2 separate regions of the Pungitius pungitius genome follow, and region 1 is linked to region 2. A link is a contact called in public Hi-C data. All regions are on one chromosome and are shown on one strand. The core of a region is the stretch at or near the end of the contact, and the rest is flanking DNA. Distances in the headings are between cores, read along the strand shown. Region 1 holds the start of ptn (pleiotrophin). Region 2 holds the start of LOC119210394 (protein FAM180A).

What was found. Hi-C and Micro-C count contacts between places; a contact is called where the count stands out from the background.
Region 1: a Hi-C map of muscle shows a contact between it and region 2, with 1.8 times the contacts expected there. The contact joins the promoter of ptn here to the promoter of LOC119210394 in region 2. A contact is called at or near these places in 2 of 2 Hi-C or Micro-C datasets (both in muscle).

What each region holds. Positions count from the first base shown.
Region 1 is chr2:3,063,628-3,067,801 of fPunPun2.1, reverse strand. It overlaps ptn (pleiotrophin), which reads left to right and starts at 2,015. Exons shown (of 5, transcript XM_037460322.2): 1 at 2,015-2,168.
Region 2 is chr2:2,904,618-2,908,782 of fPunPun2.1, reverse strand. It overlaps LOC119210394 (protein FAM180A), which reads left to right and starts at 1,975. Exons shown (of 3, transcript XM_037460321.2): 1 at 1,975-2,061. The coding sequence starts at 1,983.

The DNA of each region.
Region 1 (4,174 bases), core at 766-3,265, 160 kb before region 2:
GCTCCGGGCTTTTAATTCAAGAGGCCACGTTGTACTTTCTTTTTTGTCGCCATTGGATTGTGGTCCCAAAGTGTTAAGACTTCATGAACGCAGCATGCGGAGCATCCAGGTAAAGTAGAACCAACCACACAGCAGGGGACGCCTCGGGGGGGTCTGGCTACTTCCTGGTTGAACTGCCGCGTCACCCCGAACCTTCGGTCTTGAAGCCTTCATTCATGGTACTTTGGGTTGATTGTAACCTCGAGGTTGCCTTCAAATGTTCTCACTCAGCATTTGGTTGCATTCGGCTCCAGTCTCTCGTATCCCTTCCGGATGATAAAAACAAACATGGTTGTGGCCAAATCCCCCCCCCAAAAAATGGCAAAAGCCAAAACGCCAAATTCTGAACTATAGAGCGGTTTCAATTCAAGGGTAATTGGAGAAAACTGCAATGTAAAAAGACAAAACCTGCTGAAAACTGAGACTAAACTGAGACACAGCCCATTTGGATCATCTAACGTCACGGTTTGGACTTTCTTCCTGTTTTATTTTGTAGTTTCATGTCTCTTGTTCCTGGGGTGAGCTTCACTTCCTGCCCTTGTCCTGTGATTGTCTGATTGTTTCCACCTGTGTCCGATCACCTGCACCTCCCTAGTGTACTTAAGCCCTGTGTCGCCCGTCACGTCGTTGTCTGCGTCACCTGTTGTTGGTGCACGTCAGGCCTCGTTTCTCGGGTATTAAAGAGCAAGAAGACTGTGAGTCCTCCCTCCCTGCCTGCACCAGCCGTATGTCACTAATCTAATTTGTGTCCCTCTTTTAGAATGAATGACACCCAAGGCCCGAAAAGTACGACGGGACCATATTTCTGTGTGGACCTCGTCCAGCTTCCAGAGAGCGCTTTGCGCCACAGAACCAGTGGTGGCACTGTATTGATTCCACATGCTGTAATCAGTCAATCCGAGCCTGTCCAGGGTGGGGTGGGGGTGGGGGGTCAACTCCAGCGCATTCCCGACACGCTCCCTCGAAGAGCACATGCGGCCACAGGAGACAGCTGCCGCGCATCTGACTGAAAACAGGAGAAGGACGGAGACACCCGATCAACCCGGCATTAATTATTTAAACTTTGACCATTGGGGAGATTAAGGAGCGTCGTTTTAAAACAGTTAACTGATAACTAGCAACTGAGACAGTGGCTGTGCTGCTTTGTAAAGGACTAATAATCATTTAGTTTTTAGAGAAAATCAATGTTGGGAAACCTACTTGAAGAACAATCGATTTTAATGATCAGGAAAAGTATTTGGTTATGTTTCTGCTTCCATCAATTGTCACTCATCTGACAAAAAGAAGCACCTCATCCTCATCACGTGACCTTTTGAACCTGTTGGTCTGCCACTCTGGTCCACACTGAAATATTCATATAGTAATAATATTCATTTCATGCGGAGCTTAATGGAAAAGATTAATCTCAAACATTTAAGTTTGTTTCAGCTACAGGACGGCAAAACAAAATAAACGTCGATGACCCATCGATCGGACTCCCTTTTTTTTTTTTTTTTTCGCGGATCGACCAGGACGTGTTACGCAACCGCTCGCTCCCGGCCCGCTCACGCCGTGGGCTCCCGCAGATGCATTTAGCTTGTTTTGTATTTGCTCGCTTCCCCTGAAAATCAACCCCCCCCCCCCCCCCCCCCCTCCCCCCTCTGTCAGCATTTGGATCAGCGGCTCTCAACCGTCTCCCTTCTCTGTCCGCTTGTATCCTCCTCGTCCCAGTGGAGCTCACAGGCACTTTGGCTCCCAACTGCCCTCTTCCTCCCCCTCCACCACCCCCCCCCCCCCCCCTCTCTCTCTTTTCGTCGGCAGCCTCACATCTTCCCCTCTGCGGTGCCGAGCAGGGCGTCCCTGGAGTGACCTTGTGGGTAATGAGCTCCTGATCACGAGTCAGGAAACCCGGGCATTCAACAGCCCAAACCTCCCCTCCCCTCACCCCCCCCTCACCCCCCCTCCCCCCCCCTCCATCCCGTGCAACACACACACACACAAAAAAAAAAGAAGGAAAAAAAAAGAGAAAGAAAACTCCACGGCAGGCTCAGCCCACAGAGAGGAATAGTGTTGGAGAGACGGGGCAGAGGTGCAGATGAAAAGAGACCAGAGAAAATACTGACACACAACTACCAGACCTCCGAAATAAAGTAGGTGGATTATTTTTCTTCTTCTTCTCTCCTTGCTTTCTGGGTGGGTGCAACGTGAGGTGATTTGTTGGAGAGTTGGCACTGCGTCGTGTTCAGAGAGCCTCGACGTGCGGAGGCCGTTTTTTTGTGTGTGTTTCTCTGTGTGAGTATTTGTGCGTATGTTGGGGGAGGGATTTATGGGATTTTTTTCTTCTCCAGAGTTGCTAATATAACACCTCTGTGGTGTTCATGATTCAAAATCTCACAACAAAAAGAATAGTGTGAAAAGTTACCAAAGAAACCCATTTAAAGTTGCCATGGTGATCAAATCAATATTTGGCATTCCTGCATTTTCCTTCTAATATTTTGCCTTAATATTTTTGTTTTACTGTTTCATGCTTTAGCAGAAAGCTTCTCTGTTCATGGTCCTAATCCCCCCCCCCCCTTTTTTAAGCAGATCTTGGCCCGGGGCTGTTGATAAGAGATAACATACCAAAACATAAAACACCATTAAGGCTTAAAATGCTCTGAATTATAACCGCTTGTAGACACATCGGGCAAACAAACAATCGGAAAGTCACAACACTCCAGCCCGCCGCGGGGCTACGAGCCGCGGTGTCGGATCATTAACTGGGGGGGGCGTCTCCTCGGTGATTACACGTCAAACCTCCCCATGTTGTGTTTGTCGTCGCCATCAGCCAAACGCATGCGAGCCCAATTAAGCATGTGCATGCGTGTGTGTGTGTGTGCGTGTGTGTGTGCGCGCGTTCGTCTGCGGCGTCGTAATTTGGGTCAGGCCTCGACCGGAATGACAAAACCCGGAGCCCGGCGTCATGTGGTTTCGGGGCGGACCCTTCCGCTTGGCGTTGCCATGGCTTTTCTTCAGTAACTGGTATGGCAACCCGAGTCACACCAAACAGTGTTCCTCTCTGTTTTATGGGCATTCCTTGCCGGTGGGGTGGTGGTGGTGGTTCGGGGGGGTGGGGGGGGAGACAAAAAGCTTTCTCCAGGCTCATTCTTGCTCAAAATGAGGTGACTCCACACATGGTGTGGTCCTAATGAAAGAGCCGTGGGAGATGAAGCACGATGTGGATGGAGCTGGACGGCCTCCAGCCGAGCTCACCAAACTGCATTTTGAAAGAAAAAAAAAAAAGAAAAAGAAAAGGGCCTAATGGTATTTTCCTACACCGAGTTGGCCACTAGCAGGCCTTTTAAGAGACGTTTTACACACTCTGGCCCTTCTTTCTTTCCGGGTGGGGGGGGGGGGGGGGTTAAGCGTTTGCCCCACAAAACGCCACCACGTGATTGCGCCCGCATGACGAGGCCCGAGCACAAAGCTTTGATGGGACGCTTCTCCCCGCGGAGGAGCTGGAGCAATAAGGCATACAATTGCGCTGTTAGGGCCCTGAGAAATCGCTCCGGGGGGGTGGAAGAGCTGTGAAAGGAGCCAATTCTCATCTATAGGGCACAAGTAAGTGAGTGAGAAGGAGAAAAAGAGAGAAGGAGGGGGGTCGGGTTGAGAACATACACAAAGATCCTCACATTGAGTGGCTGGTTCATTCTTGTGGGGTACGCACCGAGACCCCTCACGCGTGGACAAACCGAATGAGCCTCGATGGGGTCCCAGGGGGGGCGGGGACCGGAGTAAAAAGAGGAGTGGGGAGAAAAGGAGGAGGGGCCGGATGCCGAGGAGAGGAGGCCAAGCGAGGGAGCCACACGTTCCAATGAAGCAACGTGGTTCATTCTTCCAAAGCTCCGGTGAGGTGTTCTGGTTCTGGAGCTCTGATGGCACGGCTCCCGTGGAGCAGGTATCTCGCCCATCGAGGGGGCCTCCGTTGTCCGAGGGATCCCGTCGTCTGGGGGGGCGCGGCCGATGCTTCAGGGATGGTTTTAAAAATTCACGAGAAGAGGATTTTGTGCTCGGGGCGCGTTGTGAATCTCTCCTCTTTTCCTCTTCCTTTTAGATGCGTGTCGGATTTCTACTTTTTCCCCCAAGTAAAAAAAACAAAACAAAAATGGAATTGCAG
Region 2 (4,165 bases), core at 726-3,225:
TGGCCCCCAGGCGTCCGTTCCTGCAGTATCTAATGTATTAGGAGACGGTCCTAGCTCCGAGGCATTAATCAAAACGAAGACCACGGGTCACATGGGCCAGAAGAGGAAAAGGTACAACATCTTGGCCCTGCAAATCTCAGCATCTTCTATAAATGTACAGGGTTTACCTGCTATTACCTTGACACAGAGCAATTTGACTTCTATCAGATCAACAATGCAATGATTTATGGCACAGAGGCAACTACAAATAGAGTGTATATAAAAGGGTCCCTGCCCGGTTTGAATCTCTTTCTAGTGGCCTCATTCACACCGTCGCATGTTATCTGAATAGAATTCAATCCAGAGTTTGGGAGGAGCAGAAATCACCGAAGCGATCTCTCTCAGGATGTGCGTCGTAACACTGCCCCCTCATGGTCCCTCATGGCCGAAGCAGGTTCCCACCACGCGTCTCAGTGGGGAGCGTTTGTGTGTCCGTGAACCCAAACACTCGGGGGGGGGGGGGGGGGGTCAGGAGCATTTTTTTTGTCGGGGCAAACAGAAGACGTGAGGCCATTTTTTTTTGTTTATTTCCGGGGCTTTGGCCTTTGCCCCTCTGAATGCCGTCCTCCGTCTTAGCCATGTGAATCACGTTGCGGCCGTGTGCAGCCGTGCGGTTTCCCCGCCTCCTCGTCCGTGTAGATGTGTTGTTGTTGTGCCGTTGGTTTCGCGTCCGCTGCGAGCAAACATTCCTTAGAAAACGCATGGCGTCCGAGAGTCAGCCGGGCGCGCCGGGTCCATTAATCAGACCTTAGATTAAGGAGACAGTGGTGTATGTCTCCTCCTCGGGCAGCCCGGACACGTCGTTTTCTCGTTGCTGCCCCTCCCTTCGGGTTCATTTACCGCCACAATGTTTTTAGAGAATTAAAAGGGAAGATCGCACATTTTTTTTTCTCCACAAGGAGTCATCGAATCCTCGTTAAATAATTCAGATTAGCGGTGCTTTTCTTTCACACGGCGGCCATTGCTGGTGTCCGTGTTTGGCAAACCATCTGAGCTCCACGGCTCCAACGCCGTCCGTCGCGCGCGCTCCTTCTGTTGCACGTATCCTGTGACAACAAAGAGGAGAGCGCTTTAAAGAAGGGGAGAGGATGCTTTGAGTGGTCCTCTTGCTGCTGTTGTTGTTGTTGTTGTTGTTGTTGTTGACACGCTTCTCTTTCGGCCGTCTGCCTCGTTCTCGGGTTCCGCGGTCGCCTTTTAACTCACGACTTTGTTCTTCTAAAGCGGTGCAGAATTCAGTTAATTAACCTTGAATTGGAACCAAAATAAAGAAAAAGGCAACGTTTTTCTAACCATCCCTCGTGTAATGATGATTTCCAGCAGAATGCATTAAAGAGTGAACCAAAACTCTCAAGGCCTGGATCCTGCTTTACTTTATCAAAGAACCCCAATGTATGATCTTCATTGTTCAACAGAGACGCCTGGAAGCCAAATTTTGCAATTGAAAACGTGTTTTATTAAAATTACCAAAACGGTGTTTTGTAAATATTGCCCTGTGGTGACGGATGGTCACGTGATCGCCACGAGAGACGCGGTTACCTCGGCCAAGCTCACGTCTCGCACCACGGGCTCGGCTTCGGTTCCGGCTCGGGTGACTTCGGCCCCGATCCGTCCGCCACGCACTTATCTGGACAATCGGAGGGAGGGAGAGAGAGAGACACTCCTCCATCCAGTCGCTGCGAGGCATATCCAGCCAATTCCTGAGGGTTTCCAGATGAGAGCACACACACACACAGAGAAATAAAAACAAAAAGAGAGGGAGGGAGGATGGAGGGAGGGAGGATGGAGGGAGGGAGGATGGAAGGAGGTGGCAATGAACAAAAAAATGAAGGAATGATCCTTGGTATGAAAGTGTTGGGAAGTCGGAGCGGTTTCATTGCTGAGATGCGGCTCTCCTGAGAGGACCGTGTGTGTGTGTGTGTTTTAGAGGGAGAGGGGGGGTCAACATGACACAGTGGTGGGCTCTCCTCGTCATTGCTCACCTGTCCGTGTACCTGGCAGCCGGTCAGCAGCGCCACAGCAAAGGTAGGTGGACCTCCTGGCTCCACGCAAGCTTAACATCTCCATCCTCATCCACGGTGCCAAACATGGTGTGGAGAACCCGACCGCCAGATTTAACCATCCAGGGCTGGTTAAATCTGGGCTCGCTCATGCGCGTGACGCATGGTTCTGTGACGGAATGCGTGACCTCGGGGGACCGTTGGAGGAGAAGACGCCGACGGATCGTTTTTTTTTTTTCCAAAGAAAAGCGGCTGGGCCTTCCGCTGGATCCACATCGCCGAGGACATTCCTTTCTCAACAGTCGCATCTCGTGCCATCGCTGGAGACCTCCGGATGCGTCACTTTAATGCGAAAAAACGCTGACGTGATTTGCGTTAACGATTTGACTCACGGTTCAGTTCTTAGTTTTAGGTCCACGTGCATAAATGTGTGTTACAGTTGAGACGGCGAAGGGACTAAACTAAGAGATTGATCCCGTGTGACAAGAAGATTGTTTATCGGCCGGTTTTTTTTTGGATACCAGAATTGACACGAGAGGGCGGAGCTATAAGTTCACCACGATTGATTGGCCCTTAAACATTGTGTAATAAGCCGTATAAGAAATGCTTTCCAGTTGTTTTGAGTGGACGGATTATCAGGGAGACAAATGTCCCCCTTTCTCCCCATCTATCGCCACTTCAACCGTATCCAGAACTTTGGCGACACTTACGGTGACCGAGAAAGTTCAGACAAATACCAAAAGCCACAACACAATGCGAACGCCACAACACAAAATACAAAAGCCACAACACAACCGAACGCCGCAACACAACACGAACGCCACAACACAACACGAAAACGTTAGCTAAATGGCACCACGCATCTTTTAGCTAACGTTTTCGTGTTGTGTTGTGGCGTTCGTGTTGTGTTGCGGCGTTCGGTTGTGTTGTGGCTTTTGTATTTTGTGTTGTGGCGTTTGCGGTTGTATTGTGGCTTTTGTGTTGTGGCGTTCGTGTTGTGTTGTGGCATTTGCAGTTCTGTCGTGGCTTTGGTATTGGTCTGAACCTTCTCGGCCACCGTAGACACTACATATAATATTTCTGGTCGGACCTGTTGGCGCTTTAATGAAAACAAAAGTCACCGCGGCAAATGAACAGTGTTCATCTGTCTGACTTCATTGCATCATCAGCCTCTCGGGGATTCGTCTCAGCGTGGGGACATGGAAGGGAAGCCTGTTTACATACAGTTTTAACATCATTTAGAGGTGAATTTAAATTTCCTCCTGTATCCCCCACCCCCCCTTTTCCTCTATTTTGAGACATCCCTCCAGGCAGGAACACCATTTAGCCTCGCTGATTAATGGACCTTTGTTGTTCCCTCATCTCCTTGCACGCGGTTAGCGGCAGATTACGACTCCGTCGTTAACGAGGTTGGGGGACGCCCTGCCCATCCCAACACTGGTTGTTGCCAGAGGGAGGGAGGGAGGGGAGGGGAGGGGGGTAAAGCGTTGAGGAGTCAACGGCCTCCGAAACCAGCCCCGAGGTGTGGGAAAGCTGAGATGTTGCAAGGAGAGAGGGCGCCTACATCGGAAATATGCCCTACCCATCCGCAGCTCCAGCCCACCGGTGACCCTTAGCTTCTCATTAACGGACCTCCACACACACACTCCGGCGCTGTTCCACGTCTTCTCATCAGCGCCTCGGTTCCCCGCCAGATCGCCCGCCTGGTGTTCCTCCCTCCCTCTGCCCGCTGGCCTCTCTCATTGTTATTCTTTGGCTGTGTTTTCAGACTCCGCTCTGGTCGTTGCTCCGCTTGTCCGTCTCCTCGTCTTTTTTGGACCAGCAGCGAAGGGCAAACTTGGCCTTCAGATTCCCTTCTGCCTGTTTGGTTTTGCTGTTTGTTTTCCTTTGCATGGATGCTTCTGTGAACGTCACGAGACACGTGGCCCTTTTTCTGTGTTAACAGGAAATAACATTTCATTGCAAACTGCTGTTTCCCTGGAAGCATAAAACAACCCACTTCACCGCATGCCAAAGCGCTGACGCGCACTGCAAACAGCGACGGGGAGTAGTAGACAACCTTTATGCAAATGACATATTAATCATTCTAAATGTAAATCAGCATCGGGTCGGTCCCCGGTGTGTCGTTC